Linked DNA regions of Bombyx mori: region 2 is linked to region 1. A link is a contact called in public Hi-C data. All regions are on one chromosome and are shown on one strand. Each heading gives the region's core, a stretch centred on a gene start, on an enhancer-like site or on the middle of the called end of the contact. The rest is flanking DNA. Distances are from core to core; before and after follow the strand shown.

Region 1 (4,613 bases), core at 1,159-3,658:
CTCTTGGGCAGTAACATGGGCGGGGATCCTTTTCGCTGGAATACGCCGTCGACGAGCACACCGTTTTTACTGTTGCAGGTGAGGTAGAACTCGGGCTGATCGTACATGAGTTCGAGGTGACGACGAGAGATAAAGCTTGAGTGCCCCATGTTGACGTCGACCTGACCACGGCTTGAGTTGCGCCCAATGATGACGCGCTTCTGCCGGATCAGATACTCGAAGTCGCGACCCTCGAGGCGCGCAATCGCAGCGGGCGCAGTTTCCTGGGCCCACTGCACTTTTGATGGCGATGAGGGCGCCGACTTGAGCGACAGGAGCGCCCAAGCATCGCTCTCAGAGCTCCGTGTAAACTGGGCCTGGGCCATGACCGGGCTCTAACGACGCTATCCACACGCGGCTCGCGTGCCGCTCGCGCCTCCACACATCACAATACCGACTACACCCGGATGTCCGGAACGTACCGAACCCGTACTCAACACTTTGAGGTTACTGAGAAACGCACATGCGCAAACTTTCCGTTTGTGCGGTAAACAAGAATTACATAAACCACCACACCACCACGTGATAAGGCTGTATACATATACTGCGTCCAGATCTACAGATCGATACGGTTATAAACGAGGTCGAATCCTTTTCACGCGATATATATCTTTATGTTATTGCACAATTGAATTTTTGCAATTGAACCGAAATTAGATGCAAAAGTAAACACGAGGTGAGAACAAAAATAACCAAAAACGTCAGTGCACCATACGCAGTTTAGGAGTTTACAAGTTTATCGCGCCATCTACACAACAAATCAACAATTTAGTGAACTAAAATTTTCGTTTCACGCAGTACTGGAACCCTTTGGTAAATACTTGAAAGAAATAGCAACCTAAAAATAATCGATATTTATTGAAAAAAGTGATTATTATGAAAAAAATATATTTTTTGTTAAGTTTTATGACCTATAATTCATAATGATTAAAGCACTATGTATTTTCAGTCACAAAGCCATTCAGGATCTATTTAATCACTATGAAAATCTGCAGAGGTGTTAAGAGACGGTGAAGGTTTGTACCCTAGAACCAAGGAGCGCGATGATTCGGACACACCTATTAAATCTGTGAAACTGGCTGACTGTGAGATGACTGTTGTTGATTTTTCTATTGAATGTTGCTGTTCAACGTGTGAGATGTGCAATAGTCAACGCTGATAACACTCTGATAGTGATGTGAAGTCTATTCGGTAGGAGCGCCAGATCGATATGGTATCTCATGCGTCGCCTCCTGCATCATAATGATCTCATGACGTTTGGAAAAGAGGAGATCCGGCTGCACGGTACGTTTCACGTTAGTAGAAACGAGTTCCGTGTATTTGTGATCTTTTTACACGCAAAAGACACGGCTCCTCCTTGTAAAGAATTTCTCAGCGGGTGTGATTCTCAGCCATTTGGAGCTGGAACGGTTTCCGTCCCTCAAGAGGACGGGTAGTCCCCGCCTGATGCAGCAGAAGGGTGCCGCTATATTATGCTGCTCGAGGAGATGGACAAGTTGCTACGATGCATTTTAGCAGCTCGTATATAACGACATTTGATCTAGGTTGAAGCCAATCAATCTATCGGCACAGAAATACGTCTGACTAGAGGACTGCTCAAATGAGGTTACAAGCTTAGTTTCACAACTGTATGTCAGAATAAAAAGGAAATCGGTTATAGTTATTTTGTAATACGAGCTGTGCGTAATGCAGAGACTACTAAAAATTTAAAAGTTTACATTTATCAAAATATGACAACATTACATTTTTAAAGTTTCTTGGAAATTAAATATATTGTTGTATAAAATTATCTAATCTCACACTATGCTACAACCAATACAAAAATATTTTTTTTTTATTTTTTTTATTGCCTTTGTAGGCAGACGAGCATACGGCCCACCTGATGGTGAGTGGTTACCGTCGCCCATGGACTTCAGCAATGCCAAGGGCAGAGCCAAGCCGCTGCCTACCGAATTTCATTAGGCAATTTCAGTGACCGGCTAAAAATATTTGCAGTAAAAAAATGTGGAGCAACACTGTGGAAGATTACTTTTCTTGTTACATTCCAATTGATTTAAAAATAGTTACCTACGTATATATGTATAAACATTTTACTGAATCCGTATAATTTAAAATTCATTGGAAATTTCTTAGCCTGTGGTGATGCGTAGCATCTGTGGACACTGTCATAGATAATTTTATTCTACCATAGACCTATATAGGTCTATGGTAGTACCGTAGGTTTCATACAACAATTTACCGTACGGTACTACTACTATGTATCCAGTACATTGTACATACTACCTATATACGTACCATTGTATTTTAATAAACCTACTTATGCTTTGTTTTTAAAAACAGACTGTTGATCATAGGCAATAAACTCAATATGTTTTATTTGTTGACAAATTTTCGAGTACCGGTAAAATGGGGCGATTAGGGACAAATTCCAACTTGATGAACAATTTTAAGGTAGTTGTTGATGTTTAAAATGCTATATCAGGATCAAAATGATTGAGTCTTATGGGTATCTTGTTATCCAATTTAAAGCTATAGTAATTTTTTGGCGGGAACGCGAGGAGTGAAGTTATGTGATTTGTTCTTTGTCTATTTAATGTTTTTTCAGGTTTAAATATGTAATAATGGTGGTTTATTAACTGTTTAATATCTGTGAAAGTGTACAAATGTGGGAAAATGAAACAAAGCCGCTGGACGTAACTTCTCGGGATCCTCCAAAAAGTCCACTAAAAAAATCTTAATAAATGACCTCCATTTTACTGAGATTATATTTCATCCCATATCATCTCATTTCATTTCATTTAATTTCATCCCAGCTGATTAATGTCTCAAATTAATCATCTTTATTTCATTTCATTTCACTTCATATATCATTTTTCATAAAAATACGAATATAAATTAAAATGAAACATGACTTAAAGGTCTGTTATCAGATCATAAAATCCCAAAAAAAAAAAACTTTAAAAGTAATAAAATACAAAAATAATCAGAAAAGGAAAAACAACCTGTTTTAAATTATCAAATATCTACGAAAATAAAAAATATTTTGGTTGTAGTAATGGGCCTGCTATAAATTTTAAGGGCTGCTTTCACAAAAGTGAATTAAATCCGAATAATACAACTCAAGTAAGTAATAATTTTTATCAGGGGCTGTACTTACTTTACCGTCAGGTGTACCGTATATTCGGCTACTTTCGAAGACGAAGAAAAAAAGATGGCTATTGTAAATGCTGTACTAAAATGGTTGTATTTATATAAATAAGTTGCATGGCTATAAAATATATTGAAATAGATAACATTACTCTTCATTCTCTGACTGTCTTACAATATGTATTTGCACACAACTTGTGCCCACGTGCTTTAATGTTAATATTTTTTATATATAAAAACTACATAATATTAAAACTACTTTGATGGTTTGATCTTGCATTCTCTATTACTATATTATTTCTCATGTTTCAAATACTTTAAACAATATCGAATTTGAGCTATATCAATTTTGATAAATTATCTTCCCATCTTTTCATTTGCATTCCTCAATGCTTTTTCCATAATCAGGATATTACTTGCCAATACCCAGCCCATTTTTTTCATAATGATGCTTATTAAATGATGATGATGATGGATGCTACAGTATTTGAGGGGTTTTCAATTAATAGTGATAATGCAATACATTATCTGTGGAACGAATAAAATAAATACCGGTAGGCATAGCCTAGACATAATTTTATATAAAAAGTTATCAATTCTCTTTTCTTTTTTAAAAATATAATTTATTTGGTTGAGTTGTGTTGTAATGTTTTTTAAAAATGTATAAAATTACAAGCTTGTGTGGTAATAAAATATCTCTGCCTGAAAATTTTTACTACAGAGCTGGTAAATCAAGTTTTGAGAGCAACATTAGGGGTAGGCAGCAGCTTGGCTCTGCCCCTGGCATTGTGGAAGCCCACGAGCCATGGTAATCACTCACCATCAGGTGGGCCGTATGTTTGTCTGCCTACAAGGGCAATAAAAAAAGTAATTAAAAAAACATGCATTCTAGTAAACTTAATAGGAGTAGCAACAAGTATAAAGGTAAGTATAAATTTAATGTGGAATATTGGCGATTGTTTTGTGTATTGATATTGTGCAGGCCGGCCATTGTGAAGAACATTGGAAACGCCTATGTCCCAGCAGTGCACGTCTGAGGGCTGATGATGATGTTGTGTAATTTACCATCCTTGTTGACAATACCTTTACTAACATTCACGCAATAACAAGATTAATTTATATTTTCTACTTTCCAGTTAGTTATGAAAATTAATTACGTCAGGCTTTTTTTTGTATCATTTAATAGATAACTTTGTTGTGAAAGAGGAATAAACACCTTCATACATGTTGTCTAATTGTTTTAGTGGGTTTTTTGTGTTACATTTGTATACTAATAACCCATATTGGGACATGCAGTTAAAGTCTCAATAGTGTTTTTACATGTGCTGTGCCACCCTCTAAAGTGGATAATGGTGTGTATTGTTTGTAAAGACCGTAAACATATTACAATCTGAAAATTTTTTAATAAAAAAAAAATGAATTAGAAT
Region 2 (4,499 bases), core at 1,701-4,200, 36 kb before region 1:
CGTCACGGCGGGTGGGGCGCGGCGGGGGGGCGACAGTGGCGACGCAAGTATATTGAATACATATTTTGTTTTAATATATATTTAAACTAAGCCTAAATACAAAATACAATATTTGTGTAACATTGCACTCATCAGTTTATCCGTGAGAGGGAACTGTGACCGAACGTGTCGGGAAGGCCTCGCCTGCCCGCAGCGTGGGGCGGCGTGGGGCGGCGTGCGGCGGCGTGGGGTGGCGTGGGGCGGCGTGGGGCGGCGCGAGGCGCGTCCCGGGCGGGCTCCGCTGGACTAGCGTCAATACGCGCGTCTGTCCTCTAGCTCCACCTGGAACAAGCAGAGCGTACAGCGCGGCGCCGGGTTGTCGCTGGCGGTCCATGGACTGCAGGTACCTGTCGGCTCCGCTTGTGCGGCGGCGTGTCGTGTATGACGAGCTCGCCGTCCGCCGCGCTGGAACAAACGCACACGTTACCGTCACTGGGCCCACAGTAAGACACCCGAGGTGAGCAGTGTTGCGAATATTGCAGGATACATTATATGCTAGTACGTAAATGCGAACCTAGCCAGTGTTAAAAAAAGTCTACTACTACTACTGCTACTGCGCTGGCGCTATGAACTAAAAGTGGGTCTTGGCCTCTGACAATAAGCTTTGCCATTCATCCCGCTGCGCAACACCTTGCCAGTCCGACACTTGTAGTTCACGTAAATTTCCTTCCACAGCGTCAGACCAGCGGTACTTGGGCCTCCCTACGGGGCGGCGTCCCTCCGGTACACGCGCGTACACCCGTTTTACAGCCCGTAAAACAAAATCGGTAATGAAAAAAAAAGATTACATTTAAATAATGTGTAAATTATAGTAGTAGTAGTAGTAGTAGTAGTCGGTATAATAGTTTACGGTAGGCAGCGGCTTGGCTCTGCCCCTGGCATTGCTGAAGCCCATGGGCGATTTTAACCACTCATCATCAGGTGGGCCGTACGCTCGTCTGCCTACAAGGGCTATAAAAAAAAAGACGCATTGTAGATAAGTTTTAATTTGTATTTAGCGTAATGAGTGCAGCCCCGGGGCACGACAGGAGCGGCCGAACAGTGTATAGCGAATGTAACTGCGGTGCTACGTACTAGTAGGGCGAGTGCTGGTGGATGACCAGGTGCGCGGGTTCCTCTTCCTGGATGGACACCAGGTTGCCGCCGGACGTCGTGCCCACCACGTACTTCTCTGTAACGAACACGTCCTCGTGTTAGCTTTATGTTGCGCTGCGAGCGGTCGCAGCGGGGCGGGGCGGAGCGTGACGGGGCGGGGCGTGACGGGACGGGATGTGGAATACAAGTAACCTTCCCATAACACGGTACTTCGACAGCACGAAGAGAAATTTTTGTTGAAATTTATTTACAAAATTACATTAAGTTCTATAAACACACAATGTATGGGAATAACATAATGTTTCCTGCTTATTTTTTATGTTTATTAGGTAAAGAAATACATACAGGCATGTTTCATTCAGAATAATTACTCTCCTTTTTGCTCTATTTCTAGTCATATAACACGGGTTCATACAATACGGTAAGAACGTATTTATCTTGTTATATGAAGATCAACTGAAACCAAATTGGCAATGTGCAATGAACTGTGAACCCGCAGTCTATGCCATAGACACATGCGTCATAAGAGCGTATGAGCCATTGCACTCACGCATCATTAATTATTAATTGTGTTACCGCGCATACAGTGCAATAGCCCTATTGTGTATATAAAATATTTACAACAGCAATTTCTTATTTTTGTCTGTCACTTGACAATAAATTAAATCAAAGGGCAGTGAGGGTTTGGGCGCGCGCAAATATACAAAGTGGTCACCCTCCCGCTCGCCGCCGGCTCCGTTGGTGACGACGGTGATGTGGTGTCCGGCCACCAGCAGCGCGCCCACGCCGCCGTCCCCCGGGGAGCCGGGCGCGCTGGTGGGGCGCGCCAGCGCGGCGTGCGCGGCGGCGGCGGGCGGGGACGCGGAGGGGGAGGCGGGCGCGGGCGCGGGGGAGGCGGGCGCGCTGCGGGAGGCGAGGCCGAAGGGCGCGCGGAACTGCACGCCGCGCGGCCGCCGCGGCCGGAACGCGAGCTCGATGAGCTTCATCTCGGAGGCGGGCTCGATGCGCCAGAACGACCCCTTGCCGGGCTCCTCCTGGCTGCGCGGCACCTTGATGAAGTACCTGCAAATGCAAAGTTACAATATTGCACGAGGCAGCCACCAGTGATCATTCACACACCTGTTTTTCAAAATTTCAAATAACCCCGTTAATTTTACACAAAACTATTCAACGACATGAGAACTAAAAGAGCTTCTATTATCTCCTGATATTTGACATAAGGCTAATTGATGACATTTTAGTTCTCAACTGTTTCTGATTTCCCGTTAATATTAGATCTCTCAAGATATGTATGTAAGTATTCACAGATAAAGCTGGATGTTAGTTAGCACACACCTATTGAGCGAGAGATTATGTCGGATGGAGTTCTGCCAGCCCTTGTCTGCGGTGCGGTAGTAGGGGTAGTGCTTGGTGATGTAGCTGTAGATGCCGCTGAGCGTGAGCTGCTTGTCGTGCGCGGAGGCCACGGCCTGGACGATGAGCTGCGCGTAGCTGTAGGGTGGCTTCACGTCGTCTGGCGCGTCCCGCTCGCGCACGTCACGCACGTCACGCACGTCACGCACGTCGCGCACGTCACGCACGTCACGCACGCCGCCGTACACGGACTCGCTCATCGATGACGACTGAAATGTAATTTATTTATTACGAGCTTATGTTGACAAACCCACAACTAGCTACAGAATCATCTTCCGTCATACTACAGAATTAAAATCGAGAATACAGTTTTAATTTGGGAACCGCGCTGCACACGACATGGGTATGGGAATGGTATGGTATGCATATGGTATGGGTATGGTATAGTATGGTGTGGTATGGGTATGATAAGGTATGGGTATAGGCATCGGTATGGGTATGGTAAGGTATGGGTATGGTATGGGTATGGTATGGGTTTGGTATGGGTATGGTTATGGTATGGGTATGGTATGGGTATGGTATGGGTATGGTATGGGTATGGTATGGGTATGGCATGGGTATGGTATGGGTATGGTATGGGTATGGCATGGGTATGGTATGGGTATGGTATGGGTATGGTATGGTATGGTATGGTATGGTATGGGTATGGTATGGGTATGGTATGGTATGGGTATGGTATGGGTATGGTATGGGTATGGTATGGGTATGGTATGGGTATGGTATGGGTATGGTATGGGTATGGTATGGGTATGGTATGGGTATGGTATGGGTATGGTATGGGTATGGTATGGGTATGGTATGGGTATGGTATGGGTATGGTATGGGTATGGTATGGGTATGGGTATGGGTATGGGTATGGGTATGGGTATGGGTATGGGTATGGGTATGGGTATGGGTATGGGTATGGTATGGGTATGGGTATGGTATGGGTATGGTATGGGTATGGTATGGGTATGGTATAGGTATGGTATGGGTATGGTATGGGTATGGTATGGGTATGGTATGGGTATGGTATGGGTATGGTATGGGTATGGTATGGGTATGGTATGGGTATGGTATGGGTATGGTATGGGTATGGTACGGGTATGGTATGGGTATGGTATGGGTATGGTATGGGTATGGTATGGGTATGGTATGGGTATGGTATGGGTATGGTATGGGTATGGTATGGGTATGATATGGGTATGGTATAGGTATTATTTCAGTTGTGTAATGTGCATGTTATTATTTATTTATTTGGGAAACAAACAGTACAATACAAACATATAATATTTAAAAATATATAGCTAAAACAATAACCAAAAATGTTTCCACAATCAAAATCACATATAAGTAGACAGTAAATGCATTATAATTGTATTCATATTGCATATAATTGCATTTGAATTCCTTCCTCTTATTCAAGTACCTTTTCAGTAATGGAACTACGTTAAGAGTAGTTGGTAAAGTAGTGACTGTATGAATTGCCTGCGGAATCATCTCATTCCTTAGACTACGAAGACCGCTCACAATTCCATCGTTGATTTGAGACACGAAGTTAAAATCCAATGAGGACGTCAGAGCAATTTTATTCTACCCCTAGGCTTGTGGTATGCGGCTTGTCAAGGAAGTTTGTCGATCGTATGATGCGTGCACTGACCGCGGTCCCGTTGGAGTCGGGGCGCGCGTGGTCGGCCAGCGCGGCGCAGTGCGCGACCAGCCCCAGGTCGGCGTGGCGGCGCGCCGAGGAGCCCGCGCCGCGCGGGGACGTGGGGCAGCTGTTCGCCGCACTGATCGTGCCTGCAACGCACACAAACGCACTGCTTAGTGGACACACGACGAAACACACCACGACACAATCCTGGACGTGCACCAGTGTAACGGTTATTGTTTTAATTACACTTTTGATAGCAGGAGATGACTTGAGACACCGACGTCAGCTACAAACAACGGAAATTTACATACACATTATA

The links. A called contact is a pair of places that touch in the nucleus more often than the background predicts.
Region 2: a contact with region 1 is called in a Hi-C map of posterior silk gland, with 3 times the contacts expected there. The contact joins the enhancer-like site here to the promoter of LOC101744757 in region 1. A contact is called at or near these places in 4 of 7 Hi-C or Micro-C datasets (posterior silk gland and whole pupa).

Annotation. Positions count from the first base shown.
Region 1 is chr17:92,416-97,028 of ASM3026992v2, reverse strand. It overlaps LOC101744757 (forkhead box protein K1), which reads right to left and starts at 2,408. Exons shown (of 8, transcript XM_038016762.2): 1 at 1-2,408. The coding sequence starts at 365. LOC101744326 (GSK3B-interacting protein) reads left to right here and starts at 2,467. Exons shown (of 2, transcript XM_038016764.2): 1 at 2,467-2,490. LOC101744900 (dynein axonemal heavy chain 3) reads right to left here. Exons shown (of 73, transcript XM_062673222.1): 73 at 4,603-4,613.
Region 2 is chr17:128,827-133,325 of ASM3026992v2, reverse strand. LOC101744757 (forkhead box protein K1) reads right to left here. Exons shown (of 8, transcript XM_038016762.2): 3 at 4,187-4,326; 4 at 2,470-2,756; 5 at 1,850-2,196; 6 at 1,114-1,210; 7 at 387-444; 8 at 1-321. The coding sequence ends at 292. Among protein-coding and RNA genes, the nearest start is that of LOC105841774, 14 kb to the left of the region's middle. Within about 2 kb of position 2,950, at least 5 of the 8 cell types and tissues checked have open chromatin away from gene starts, as enhancers often do.